2 separate regions of the Sus scrofa genome follow, and region 1 is linked to region 2. The links are chromatin contacts, called in public HiChIP or PLAC-seq maps. All regions are on one chromosome and are shown on one strand. Each heading gives the region's core, a stretch centred on a gene start, on an enhancer-like site or on the middle of the called end of the contact. The rest is flanking DNA. Distances are from core to core; before and after follow the strand shown. Region 1 overlaps RAP1B (ras-related protein Rap-1b). Region 2 has its middle 84 kb from the start of MDM1.

Region 1 (6,623 bases), core at 3,523-6,022, 170 kb after region 2:
AATTCAGTCTTAATATTGAAATAGACTGCAAAATTATGTTTAAAGAATGTTCTCCCATCCTTATGGAGGGTGGTGTATTATAAAATCTGAGTATCTGTATTAAAAGAAATATTTGTGGCATTCTTCCATTCACACAAATGGGTGTGGTTTGTTCAGGAATCCTTACCCATAACTTGAATCTAATCTATCTGCTGGTAGTAAAGGGCCTCACCTCTGGTTTCTTGAAATGCATGAAAGCAGATATTTTCCCTAACTAATGGGGATATCTCTGTAAGTTAATGGAGTTATCTCATTCTGCAGTGTTTAGCAAACATTCTTGAGTACCTTTCGTGTGTTAAATTCTGGGATCACAAATTCATTAGACTTGGAGAAAATGTGGGCTCAGCTTGGAATATAGTAAAACATCTGGTTAACCTTCTTACCTCCAAAAATAGTCATCCCTGGAGTTCCTACCTTGGCACGGCAGAAACGAATCTGACTAGGAACCATGAGGTTGTGGGTTCAATCCCTGGCCCCTCTCACTGGGTTAAGGATCTGGCATTGCCAAGAGCTGTGGTGTAGGTGGCAGACACAGCCTGGATCTGGCGTTGCTGTGCTATGGCAGCTGTAGCTCCAATTCGACCCCTAGCCTGGGAACCTCCATATGCCTCGGGTGCAGCCCTAAAAAAGAAAAGAAAAGAAAAGACAAAAATAGTCATCCCTTTGGAGTGATGGTGTTTCTTTTTTTCTGTAACATGTAGAAGCTAAGACATTAACAGTAAATTATTTAAATGACTAATTTCCTGGAGACCTGAGGAACAACAGAGACCTTCCTTTTCTGTTTTAAATAGGGGGACACTTTCTTGGAAGCTAGAGAGATTAATAGTATAGGTTCTGACCTATGGGCTGTCTTAAGGAGAAAGCGGGAGGTGTTATCAGTGTCTTCCACAGGTGTTTTCTGTTCTTGTTGTTGTTTGTTGTTTTGTTTTGGTTTTATTTTAGGGCTGCACCTGTGGCATATGGAGGTTCCAGGTTAGGCGTTCAGTTGGAGCTACAACTGCCAGCCTATGCCACAGCCACAGCAACACGGGATCTGAGCCACATCTGCAACCTACGCTACAGGTCAGTGTGGCAACCCCCAGTTCTTAACCCACTGATTGAGGCCAGGGATCAAACCTGTGTCCTCAGGGATACTAGTCAGATTCCCACAGGTGCTTTTTAAAACTTATACACATACACAATCTCCATTTTAATGAGAGGTGTTAACTGATAACCACTGCTCTAATATCACTTAACTCTCCTAGGCCTCTGGGTCTTAAGATTTAAATTTGATCTGACCTTGAGATCTCCCCTCCCACCATTCCCAACAGTGGCTTTTGTTTTGCCACCTCTTAAAATACCCTATACCTGGCTCCTTAATCCTGTCGTGCCAGGGTATGTCCCACATGGGCCAGGCTACATCTAACAGAAATTTAATATCTAACTAAAAATGTCTTACTATATGGACATACAGATGTGTGTATTCACACTTATCTTTAGAGAGATTCATCAGTGTCTCTAAAGACAAAAACCTGAAAGAATTTTGATGGATAACTTGCTTTGCAGAAAAAAGAAAATGCCAGGTACTAGCTCTTTCAGCCTTCCTTAGGGTACAAGTACTTGACATAAGCCCAAGAAACAAAGGATTTTTCTAAAGTAATCTGAAAGGAAACTTTGCAGAGCTCTAGTGGCATGAATAATGTTATACTGTTTATTATATTAACTACTTCTGAAATCAAAGTGAACAAATTTAATAGATCAGATTCAGCTCCAAATATAAAAATGTACTTTACCAAAGATGCCCTTTTCAGTTTTATCTGTAAAATTTGATGGAGTTTTGGGATATGTTGGGGTCTTACCTTAGGTTTCCCTGATAACACTGTTTTACCATCCTCATAAATGGCCTTAAACAACTGAATCTGTTGGCTAAATGAATAAGGTGCCTGTTGAATATTGTAAAAGAGAGCAGCAGCATCTATGCCAGGACCAAAATTACTGTTTTTGATAGACAGTCTTATGTAGTCAGGTGGATCATTCTCAGATTCCTTTCAGGTTTGTTTTCTTTCTTCTTTTTTTTAGGTTTTTGTTATTACTTTACAACCAGTTCATCTTCGTAAAAGTATAAGACAACAGTGCTAGCTATATAAAATATTCTACAGCAGTTATCCTGTCACAGCGACTCAGCTCTGCTATTATAGTATAGTAACCACAGCAGTTGCATGGCTGTGTTCCAATAAAACATTATTTCCAAAAAAACAGGCACAATGGAATTTGACCTGTGGGCTCAAGTTAGCCAACCCTTGCTCTAGGGCAAGAACCAGACACTGTGTTAAGTGTTGGTTATGTGGCAATTAACATTATACATAGCTCTCTGGCCTGAGATATTTAAGCCTTAACCAAATATTTTTTATACTTTAGGCAAATCCAGAGCAGCTTTTTGAGGAAAAATATGGCCTGCCCCCAGGTATCTGCCTCATTTGTCAATATGAGTGAGGTCTTAGGCACATACCTTAAGTGCCATGTGCCATCGTGGTAGTACTAACGAAAAGTAATCTCAGTATGCTTTAGATATCAAATGCTGTGGTATCAAAGTGAACATCCTATTATAAAAAATAGTGGGCCTAAGACATGCAGATCCAGTATCCGCACTACCTGCACATAGTAGGTACTTGGTATTCATACAGTGTTGCAGGATAAAACTGAAATAACCAGTTGTCTTAACTGTTTTTTGTCAGTTTCTTTTCCTTTATGCAGCATATTGTTTCTGACCTCTTAATTTTGGTTTTCATCGTCTTTGTTATAGGTTTTCTTGGAAATCAATTGATGCATTTTAAAAGTAGGCCACATATTAATCAAATTTAATATAATGCTTTTCTAGATGTATTGCCTAGATTTGTTAGAAGTTTTTTTTTTTTAATTGCCTTGCTGGAGGCATATGGAAGTTCCCAGGTTAGGGTTCGAATCAGAGCTACAGCTGCCAGCCTATGCCACAGCCACAGCAGTGTCAGATCCAAGCCACATCTGCAACCTACACCACAGCTCACAGCAACGCCTTGTCCTTAACCCTGGGTACTGGTCGAGTTTGTTTCCACTGAGCCACAGTGGGAACTCTAGCTTCTTTTATTCATATATTTATTTTATTCTGGCCTTTCTAGGGCTACACCTGCAGCATATGGAAGTTCCCAGACTAGGGGTCTAATTGGAGCTATTGTTGCCGGCCTACGCCAGAGTGACACCAATGCCAGATCCTAGCCAAGTGTTCGACCTACACTACAGCTCACGGCAATGCTGCATCCTTACCCGGCAACACTGGATCCCTACCTGCTGAGCAAGGAAGGCCAGGGATCAAACCCCCGCAACCTCATGGTTCCTAATCATATTCATTAACCACTGAGCCACGACGGGAACTCCCTTTTATTCATTTAAAAAGTACCTTTAGGAGTTCCCATCATGGCTCAGCAGTTAACAAACCCGACTAGCATCCATGAGGACTCAGGTTCGATCCCTGGCCTCTCTCAGTGGGTTAAGGATCTGGCATTGTTGTGAGCTATGGTGTAAGTCGCGACACGGCTTGGATCCCGCGCCTTACTGTGGTTCTGGCATAGGCTGGCAGCTACAGCTCCAATTTGACCCCTAGCCTGGGAACCTCCACATGCTGCAGGTGTGGCCCTGAAAAAAGACAACACCAGGACTATTGCCTTTGGAATTATTAGCCATGAGATCCTGCTGTGGAGCACTGGGAACTATGTCTGGTCACTTAGGATGGAGCATGATAATGTGAGAAAAAAGAATGTATACATCTATGTGTAACTGGGTCACCATGCTGTACAGTAGAAAGTTGACAGAACACTGAGCTATAATGGAAAAAATAAAAATCATATTAAAAGACGACAACAACAAAAGAACCTTTAATTTTCTCGGTATTGGTATTTTTTTCTTCAAAATGTTTAGTACTGTTGATTACAAAATGAGTCAGGTCTCTTGACCAATACTCAAATCTTTGTTATCTTAACTGTGGACTCTCTTGTTTTTTTTCCCTCTTCCTTTGTACCTTGAGATCCACTGAGACATGCTCTCTGTTGTAGTCTAATCTTATTCCTACATTTTGCTGCCTTTGCTCTCACATCTCATTTCCCTGGTAGTTTTCCTTAAAGCTATAACTTTTAGTCATTTGCCATCTTCTTCATACATCTGTTCCTGACCTTTTTCTGAATTTCCATAGTATTTTTTGTGTTTCTCATTATGTTTTCCGTATTTTTTCCTCTCATCTTTCCTACAAAATTGTAAGCTTCTTGAGAGCAGGTATGTTTTGTTCATCTTTGTAACCTTCCTGATGACTTGCACTTAATGCATATTTAGATACTAATTCAATGAAAGCTGTACTGTTCTAATTAAGCAAGGAGCAGTATTCTTTCATGGCATGTTCCTTGGATTTTTATCTAAATGAGGAAACTTGGGTCAGAATACATTGTAAATTGTAAAGGCTGTATAAATATTGTTTGTTACCATAAATGCTCAAACTTGTCCCTTGTACTAAGAGCTGTACACCATTTGGTTTTTAATTTCCATGTTTTACATCAGAAAGGAGTCTGATTGTGTTGTGAAAAAAGATAAACTTTGTAGTACATTTGCAAGATGTTTTCTAAGTCTTCACAGTTCCATATTTTTAAAATTACGAAACATGAGAGGAAGTAAATTCCTATCAAGATGTATTCCACCAGAGATGACCAACCCCTTTGTTTTGCTCAGGACTGAGGATTTCTTGGGACACAAGACTTTGTTAAAACCAGGACTCTTAGTCACCCTGATTGCACTTTATGATACAGTTATCTTTTTTGCTTATCACTGTTTTGACACAGTTTAATAAATGTGTGGTAACTATAAGCAATTGGCTTGGTGGGAGAGGGGTGTTGGAGCACGTGGGCTTTTATTTTTTAAGTTTCTGAATATTTGACATTCCTTAATGTTCAAATGAAAATACGAAAGTACATTTGATTAATTATCTACTTGGATATATTTGTGTATGACATCATGGTATCCTTATCAGAAGATGTTGCTACTAAAATTTTTAATTAAAAATTGCATAATCAGATGATTAATGCCCTTTTTTTGTCTTTTGAGGGCCGCACCCGTGGCATATGGAAGTTCCCAGGCTAGGGAATCAAACGAAGCTGCAGCTTCTGGCCTACACCACAGCCATAGCACCACTGGATCCTAGCTGGGTCTATGACCTACACCATAGCTCATGGCAATGCCGGATCCTTCAACCCATTAAGGGAAGCCAGGGATTGAACCTGCATCCTCATGGATACTAGTTGGGTCTGTTACTACTGAGGCACAAAGGGAGCTCCGATTAATGCTTATTTAAATGAGCTTTATTAGATATAGCAAAGTCCAAGGCAGCTTGAAATTTTCCTCTTAAAGTGATTTAAGCTTTGATCATAGATTTACAGACTTTTTTAAAATTTTGTGTTAGCTTGTAGTTGATTTACAATGTTCCTTCAATTTCTGTTGGACAGCAAAGTGACCCAGTCATACATACATGTACATTTTTTTTCTATATTATCTTTCATCATGTTCTAACCCAATAAACTGGACATAGTTCCCTGTGCTATAAATATAAAGTAGGACCACATTGCTTCTCTATTGGAAATGTAACAGTTTGCATCTGCTAGCCCCAAACTCTCTGTCCACCCCACTTCCTTCTCCCACCCCACTGGCAATCACAAGTCTGTTCTTCATGATCTGTTCCTGTTTGTGCCATATTTTAGATTCCACATATAAGTGATATCAGTATGGTATTTGTCTTTCTCTTTATGACTTCACTTAGTATGAGAATCTGTAGTTGTATCCATGTTGCTGCAAATGGCATTATTTTTTCCTTTTTATGGCTGAGTAGCATTCATCTTTTGATGGACATTTAGGTTGTTTCCATGTCTTGGCTGCTGTAAATAGTGCTACAGTGAGCATAGGGGTGCATGTATCTTTTTTCTGGTTATATGCCCAGGAGTGGGATTGCTGGGTTATGTGGTAGTTCTATATTTAGTTTTTTGAAGCACCTCCAAATTGTTTTCCATAGTGGTTGTACCAATTTACGTTCCCACCAACAGTAAAGGAGGGTTCCCTTTTCTCCACACCTTCTCCAGCATTTGTTATTTGTTGACCTGTTAATGACAGCCATTCTGACTGGTGTCAGGTGCTCCCTCCTTATAGTTTTGATTTGCATTTCTCTGGTAGTGATGTTGAGTGTTTTTTCATGTGCCTACTGGCTAACCATATGCCTTCTTTGGGGAGAGACAGTATTTCTTTTTTAGGGCTGAACCTGCAGCATATGGAAGTTCCCAGGCTAGGGGTCGAATCGGAGCTGCAGCTGCTGACATAAGCCATAGCCACAGCAACGTGGGATCCAAGCCATGTCTGTGACCTACCTATACTACAGCTTATTGCAATGGCCAGATCCATAACCCACTGAGCCACAGCAGTAACTCCGAGAGACAGTGTTTCTAAAGACACATATTGAGTAGTACGTGCCTAATCATTCCTTTGCTGGAATTAGCTTTTGTATGAGAACTCCAAGGCTGAGATCTCTCTAATAGTATGTATAT
Region 2 (6,510 bases), core at 420-2,919:
AGTTATTATATCAATTTAATGGGACATGATGAGCTTAATTTAAAAATTAGAAAAGAGAGTTCCTATCATGACTCAGTGGTAACGAACCTGACTAGTATCCATGAGGATGCGAGTTCGATCTCTGGCCTCACTCAGTGGGTGGGAGGATCCAGTGTTGCTGTGACTGTGGTGTAGGCCAGCAGCTGCAGCTCTGATTCAACCCCTAGAGGGGGAACGTCCATGTGCCACAGGTGTGGCCCTAAAAGGATAAATAAATAAGTAATTATAAGAGGATGGACTTACTAAAGTACATCACATAGAAGAAGGGCAAGTGATTGTTTTGTGAAACTTTTGTTTCAATTGTATACTCATATGTGTCAGGTCACTGTGTAAGATTTACTTCTCACTGTGAGTCATAAAAAATTTGAAAGCCAGTGGCCTAGAGAAATTCCTGATATGAAGTACAGATGGCAGTGGCAGCTTTTCATTCAAAAGATTTATGTGGGTGGGCCAAGTTTATTTAAAGGGACAAAGCAGAAACACCATTGATGGGAGAACAAATGCAAACAACCTTTATGGAAACATTTTGCCAGTATATTCCAATATTCTTAAAAAGAATGAGTATTTCCATTTTCCCAAATCTATCCTGAAATGATAGTCCCAAATATACACTGAGATTTTACCACATTATTTATGAAAGTGAAAAATTGGAAATACCTAAATGTTCAACTTCAGGAGAATAGAAAAATTATTATATGCCCTGCATCGGCTCTCCTAAATTGACCTAGAAGGAATGGGAATCTCACTAAAAAGGAAAAGCAAAACAAAACAAAAAATGTAAATTATGACTGAACCCCTGCTCAGAGGTTACTGTGGGTTCACTTTCCCATCCACCGGCTTCCTCACTCCTTGGTCATCGGCTCCCTGACCCCCTTGCAGGTTTATGACAAGTCCCCAGGTGTCACCACCCTGTTGATTTTAGAACTCTAGTTTTTGGACTTTGTTCTCATCGTAGACTTCTGCTTCTTAAAGTAACCAGTTCTAGAATCTCAATTGGTACCCTGTCCTTACTGCCTCCTGTCTCCTCTCTTAATCCCTAACGGATATGTCTTCCTCCTAGACCTGCCTCTCACTGAGACCTCACCCATTAGAGAAAAAAAAAAAAAAAAAAAAAAAAAAAAAAAAAAAGGACAGGAAAATGTGACATATCCTATAATGTTGTTCAGCCACTAAATTTATTTTTATAAATAATTTTAATGACTTAGAGAAAGATTTATAACATCATTGTGGCTAGGTCAAACACCAAGACCTCGGCCTAAAGAGAAACCAACCATCTAAGGAGACGTGATCTGGGCCTTACCAGGCTCTCTTCACTGTTTAGCAATGTGTTTAGCAATGTGTGAAAGCAAAGAGGGAGGAAGTAGTTTCTTAGCATAATAAAGTCACTCATTAGTTCAGGGAATATGGACAAAGTTATGGAAATAATATACAGAATAGATTTAGGAGGCGTTTAAGGAAAGGAGTCCTCTAGATGTAGAACTTGTTTAAATTTCAGATTTAAACAAATCCAGGAGACAAAGAGTAGAAGCCAAAAGTCAAAGAACTTTGTTCTCCCACCTTCTCCAGCAAGAGGCCACCCCTCCTACCCATCATTCTTTGTCACTGTGGCCACCACCCACAAAGAGTACAGCTTTGGACCTGAAATGTTGGTTGAGTAAGCATTATTTCTAAAGGAAAAGAGAGAAAACTCAAATGCCTCCCCCCTAGGGCATGAGAATAACAAGTGAATGAAGCTGACCGAGTGTAAGAAAAAAGTGGGAGTGGTGGGGACTAGGATGGATGAAATATGCAGGCCCTGCCCTGCCCCAAAGGCAGCTGCTCCTCAGTTCCCATCAGCTGCTGCCCTGGAGGAATGTGGGCTTGGTGTTGTCAGAGCTCCATGATATTTTCAGCATCAAGAGATGATAGAAACCTAGGTTTTTATATGAAAAACATTCTAAAATAGGCCAAACAAAACATGTCTGAAGGTCTATCTCATACTTCACCAAAATGCGAATAGCTCCTATCTTTGAGTAATGGGATTTGGGGTCATTTTTTGTTTTCATTTTTACGTTTGAATGCATATTGTACAATCTTAAGAGTAAAAAGTGATGTTATTTTTATAACCAGAGAAAATTGTTACTTTTTAAATTTTTAACAATTAATTACTGAACAGAACATTAAAACAATGATCAAACAACAAATGCTACAGTAATTTTCTCTGGGTGGATGTTTACATGAGACTAAGGTTTTATAATATGTTTTCCTTCTCAACTTTGCAATATATCAAGAAATTCAGCCTAAGCATAGCAACATACCAAGCCTCACTCAGGCTTACTGATTCTAGGTTTGTGGTCATGATCTTTAGCAATTGTTTCCAGATCAGGGTTTATGAAAGCAAATTGTTTGTTCCATAATATTATCATCATTTCTATTTGATTAAGTATTTAGCCCAGACTCTCTAATATGCAAGTCTTCCTCATTCTGACTGGAGGTGTTGGAAAAAAAGAGCAGGTAATGCTTCCATCAGAGTAATTATAGGATAGTTGACTACATAGGGCGATTATGAGTAGTAAACGAGTTCCCATCTATAAAGCACTTAGGTGGGTGTCTGACACAAAGCAAGCATGAAATGAGTGTTAGCTATCATTGTTATTATGACTGCTGCTAGCATTGTCATTGTTATTATTATTTTATTATTCTGAAAGCAGCAGTTAAGAATGGAGTGGAAGAGATGTGAGAGGGAATGAACAAAAGAGGAGACATGGGAGCAGAAGAATAGAAGGAGACAGAAAAGGCATTTCTGATTTGCTGTTTCTTAACTTAGAAGACAAAAAGGAGGGACTAGAAGGATTGAGACTATGACAGATCTGAGAAATCATAGTAGGGCTGGTGGGCCCAGGGTAAGGATGTATCTAGTGGGATCCAGCAAATCCCCAACTATCTACTAGACCTTGATTTCTCTGACTGCAGGTGACACCCATTATGGGTCATGAAATTAATTTAGTATATGGCAATCCATATATTTTTTTGATGAAAGAGAATGTACCAGAGCAGAACATAGTAGTGCAAGTAGTAAAGGCTGGTACTGTAGGAGAAAATGTCCCAACAAGAAGGTCGAAAGGAGACACCCCGGCCATGATGACTCAGCAAAATCTGGCCAAACTGCCCCTAACCCAGCCAACTACCCCAACCACCCCTCCCCAACACACCTGCTTCTGTAAAACTTGCTCCCGCATCTACGACTTTGCCAGTTCTCTCTCTGGTCTGCCAAGCACGGATCTGGAAGAACTAGCCCACAAAAACCTTGTGAAACTGGGGCTCAGACTCGGGAGAGCGATCTCCTCTGAGCCCGCCGGCGTAATAAACATGAGTTCTCCAACTCTGAGTGCTCGCTTGGTTTCTCTCCGGGTGAAAGAGCTGCTGGAGCTGGTACACTGTGGCCACAGAGCTGCTGGAGCTGGTACCCTGGCCATAGGGCTGCCACCAGAGCTGACACACTCCGGCCTTGGGCTGCTGACAGCCGCCACAACAGTATTGCCTCTTGAAAATTTGTTTTATCATTTACGTGTAGGTGACAGTCATGATGTATGTATGTGTAGGTGACAGTCATGGCAGTCAAAATATTTTGAAAGCCTTTTTTGCTAGACAGAGGTGAAGCATTTGCTTTCCTCTGTATTGTGACCCTTCTTTAATAGAAGGAAAGAAAATGTGTGTGTGTGTGCACACACACACACACACACGAGCTCACCCACATGCATGAGCGCATATACATCAGTTACCCTGAAAGTATTTCAGAAAATGGAACTGTGGAGAACTGAAGAATCCCCACACAAATGGAATGCCCTACCTATAAAGATATTTATTCCAGAGCAAACTTAAATAACAGCTAGTGTTTATTGGGACTTTACTGTACTACAGGCACTAGGCTAAGTACTCTGCATTTAATCCTCCCAACAATACTATGAGATGAAAACAAACACCAGCAGTATAAGAAATCCCTGGGATTAACAAACATTATATACAACCTACGAGATAACAGATAACCCCCCTTCCTGTCTTCTCTCCTTCCCTCCTTCACTCCTTTCTCTCTCTCATTCTCTCTCCCTCTCTCTTTCTCTCTCTCTCTCTCCACCTTCTATCCCCACCCCCCAGTTTCATATCTCAGGAAAGGAAAAGAATGGTTAAAGAGACAGAAAAGAAAAACCATGAAAATTAAACAGATGGGAACAAGAGGAGAGGAAGAGGGAAGAAGGTGATAACAGGAAAAGGAGGGGAGTATTGAACGTGATTGACATTGTACCATATGGCTCTGAGAAATTATCATTTTGAGCATAAAACCTTCGATGAAGCTCTTTAAGGGACTCAGTCTTTAGGGAGGGCATTGAGAAGGGCCGAGGGGAGTGGTATGCCTCAACCAAGCCCTGTCCCTCATTCTGCTCAAGGACAGCCTTGACAGCAAACATTCATCAGTTAAGGCTTGACAGCCAGCTTCAGATGGACTGCTTCTGTGAAACCAGTTTGAGGTATTGGTATTAGCATCTTTTGCAGGGGTAGCCTAGAGTCATGCATTTTCTCCTCTCAGAGGAGCCCTCTATATCTATTTGATGTCTGTGATGCATGCTAGTGGGCTTTGGCTCAATGTTAATGATTTTGCTCCCTTTGAAGTCCTGTGAGATTTTATTCCTTTTGGTTTCGAGGAGTTATATGCCCCTGTGATTGCAGCCCAGTCACACTTTTGCTCTGATAAAAAGAAGCGATGGGGGAGGCCTGCTGTGTATCCTCTAACTGATGCTGCTACCAGACACAAGTATTCAGCTTTCCTTTCAGAGAAGGCAAGGGAGGGATTCTGTTTCCAGGTCCCTGGTCATGTGCTGTTACTGTCTGATAAACTGAGAACTCTAAACATGTGCTATTCACGAATAGTCTCTACCTGAAAAAGATCCCTTCTGGCTTAAGTCCAATGGACTAATGGCTGGGGAGACAAAAACGTGGTTAGTGACCTAGCTCTTATTTCTTAACTGTTACATGACAGACCACATTTAAACGATTTTATCAATAGGTATACTTCACCAGCATTTCTGTCAATGCTATCATTTTAATATTTTGAACTAGGGTTTTGTTTACTGGCTGCCCCCACCCACCCCACCCTACCCCCGACACACACACACACACACACACACACACACACACACACACTTCCTTCAATGAAGTAATGGGCTGGTGTAGGAAAACATCTGCTTGAACTGATAATTAAGTTATCAAAATTTCTAATCTACCAAGAAAAATCAGATTTCAGGCAATATTACCAATACTAGCCCAGAAACTCGATTTTCAATCTTCTTGACTCCGAAGAAAAAAGTACCCCTTTTTGCTTTTGCATCTTCCACCTGGGACCCAGATTTTATCTGTGTCAATGACACTCTAAATATAGGATCTTTTAGTGACTCAGGTCAGGCAGAGGCACAAGGAAACTTCCGGCTGGGGCACCAAACCCTCATTCCAGATCCAGTCTTTGAAAGCACCCGAAGCGTCTCAAAATATAATGAGGGCAATGGCAGAAAAAAAGTCTTCAAATCAAAATTAATTTTAATCTACTTTAATTAAATGCCTTTTAGCACTTTGTGGGGATAGATGACGATTGTGTTACAAAATCGAGTCTCTAATCTGGTTTTGTTGCCAAGTGTCAGCTGACCTACTTTAAAGTTGCCCTGCCACACATGGCCTCCACCCACTTCCCCTCCTTCCTGCCCACCACTCCTTCTGACCTCTGTGCTCCCTTTGGGTTCTTTTGGGTCCTTCACAGACTCCTCTTTCTCGTCTCACTCTTCTCTATGGGTGGGGGTCCAGAAGCTGGCTTTGAGGTCCCCTTCTTTCCTTAACCTACGGATGAGACACCCCAGCCTCCTGGCTTCTCCTGTGTCCCTCTCAAAGGGAAACACCCAAATCTCTAGACATGATCTCTCACCAACTTCCCAATTCCTTAAATCCAGGGGAACCACTTGTTCCCCTTTGCGGAGACAGTCCCAATTTATGTCTGTCATTCCAGACAGACTTTGTTATTAATATGCCCACTTTGACTCTCAGCAAGGTCTCAGATGATATATGATTAGTCAATATATTATTTAGTCACCCTACTTAAGATTAAAGATTTCCCCCTGAATATCTTCTTGATCCAACATTTCATCACTACACTTCTTCTTTTTCTGGAACACTGGCCTTCTTTCCCCACAGTCCCACTTCTGTTGGTGGTTCTGCTGCTCTTTCATGGCTCAGAGGCTGGAAGCCTGGGTGCCTTGCTGACCCCTCCCTCCCCATCCCATCTTTATCACACACAGAACCAAGGTCAGAGGAATGGACACAGCTCTTGACTGTGTCACCCACCAGCTCCATGCTCTGTCTCTTTGCCTCGATATGATATTGTCATTTGTAAAACAATGAGGACAATACTTTCTAACAGGGTCTTTACAAGGAATAAATGAAGGTGCTTTT

What was found. HiChIP or PLAC-seq counts read pairs in DNA pulled down with a chosen protein or histone mark.
Region 1: an H3K27ac HiChIP or PLAC-seq map of alveolar macrophages shows a contact between it and region 2. The contact joins two enhancer-like sites. A contact is called at or near these places in 2 of 47 Hi-C or Micro-C datasets (embryonic fibroblasts and retroperitoneal adipose tissue) and 2 of 2 datasets of contacts at active chromatin or transcription factors (alveolar macrophages and skeletal muscle).

The regions. Positions count from the first base shown.
Region 1 is chr5:32,922,414-32,929,036 of Sscrofa11.1, forward strand. The region is part of intron 1 of RAP1B (ras-related protein Rap-1b); the gene reads left to right. Among named protein-coding and RNA genes, the nearest start is that of RAP1B, 16 kb to the left of the region's middle. Within about 2 kb of position 4,773, at least 6 of the 83 cell types and tissues checked have an H3K27ac peak or open chromatin away from gene starts, as enhancers often do. A contact at or near this core is called in alveolar macrophages, where this site is marked.
Region 2 is chr5:32,754,117-32,760,626 of Sscrofa11.1, forward strand. No RefSeq gene overlaps it. Among named protein-coding and RNA genes, the nearest start is that of MDM1, 84 kb to the left of the region's middle. Within about 2 kb of position 1,670, at least 4 of the 83 cell types and tissues checked have an H3K27ac peak or open chromatin away from gene starts, as enhancers often do. A contact at or near this core is called in alveolar macrophages, where this site is marked.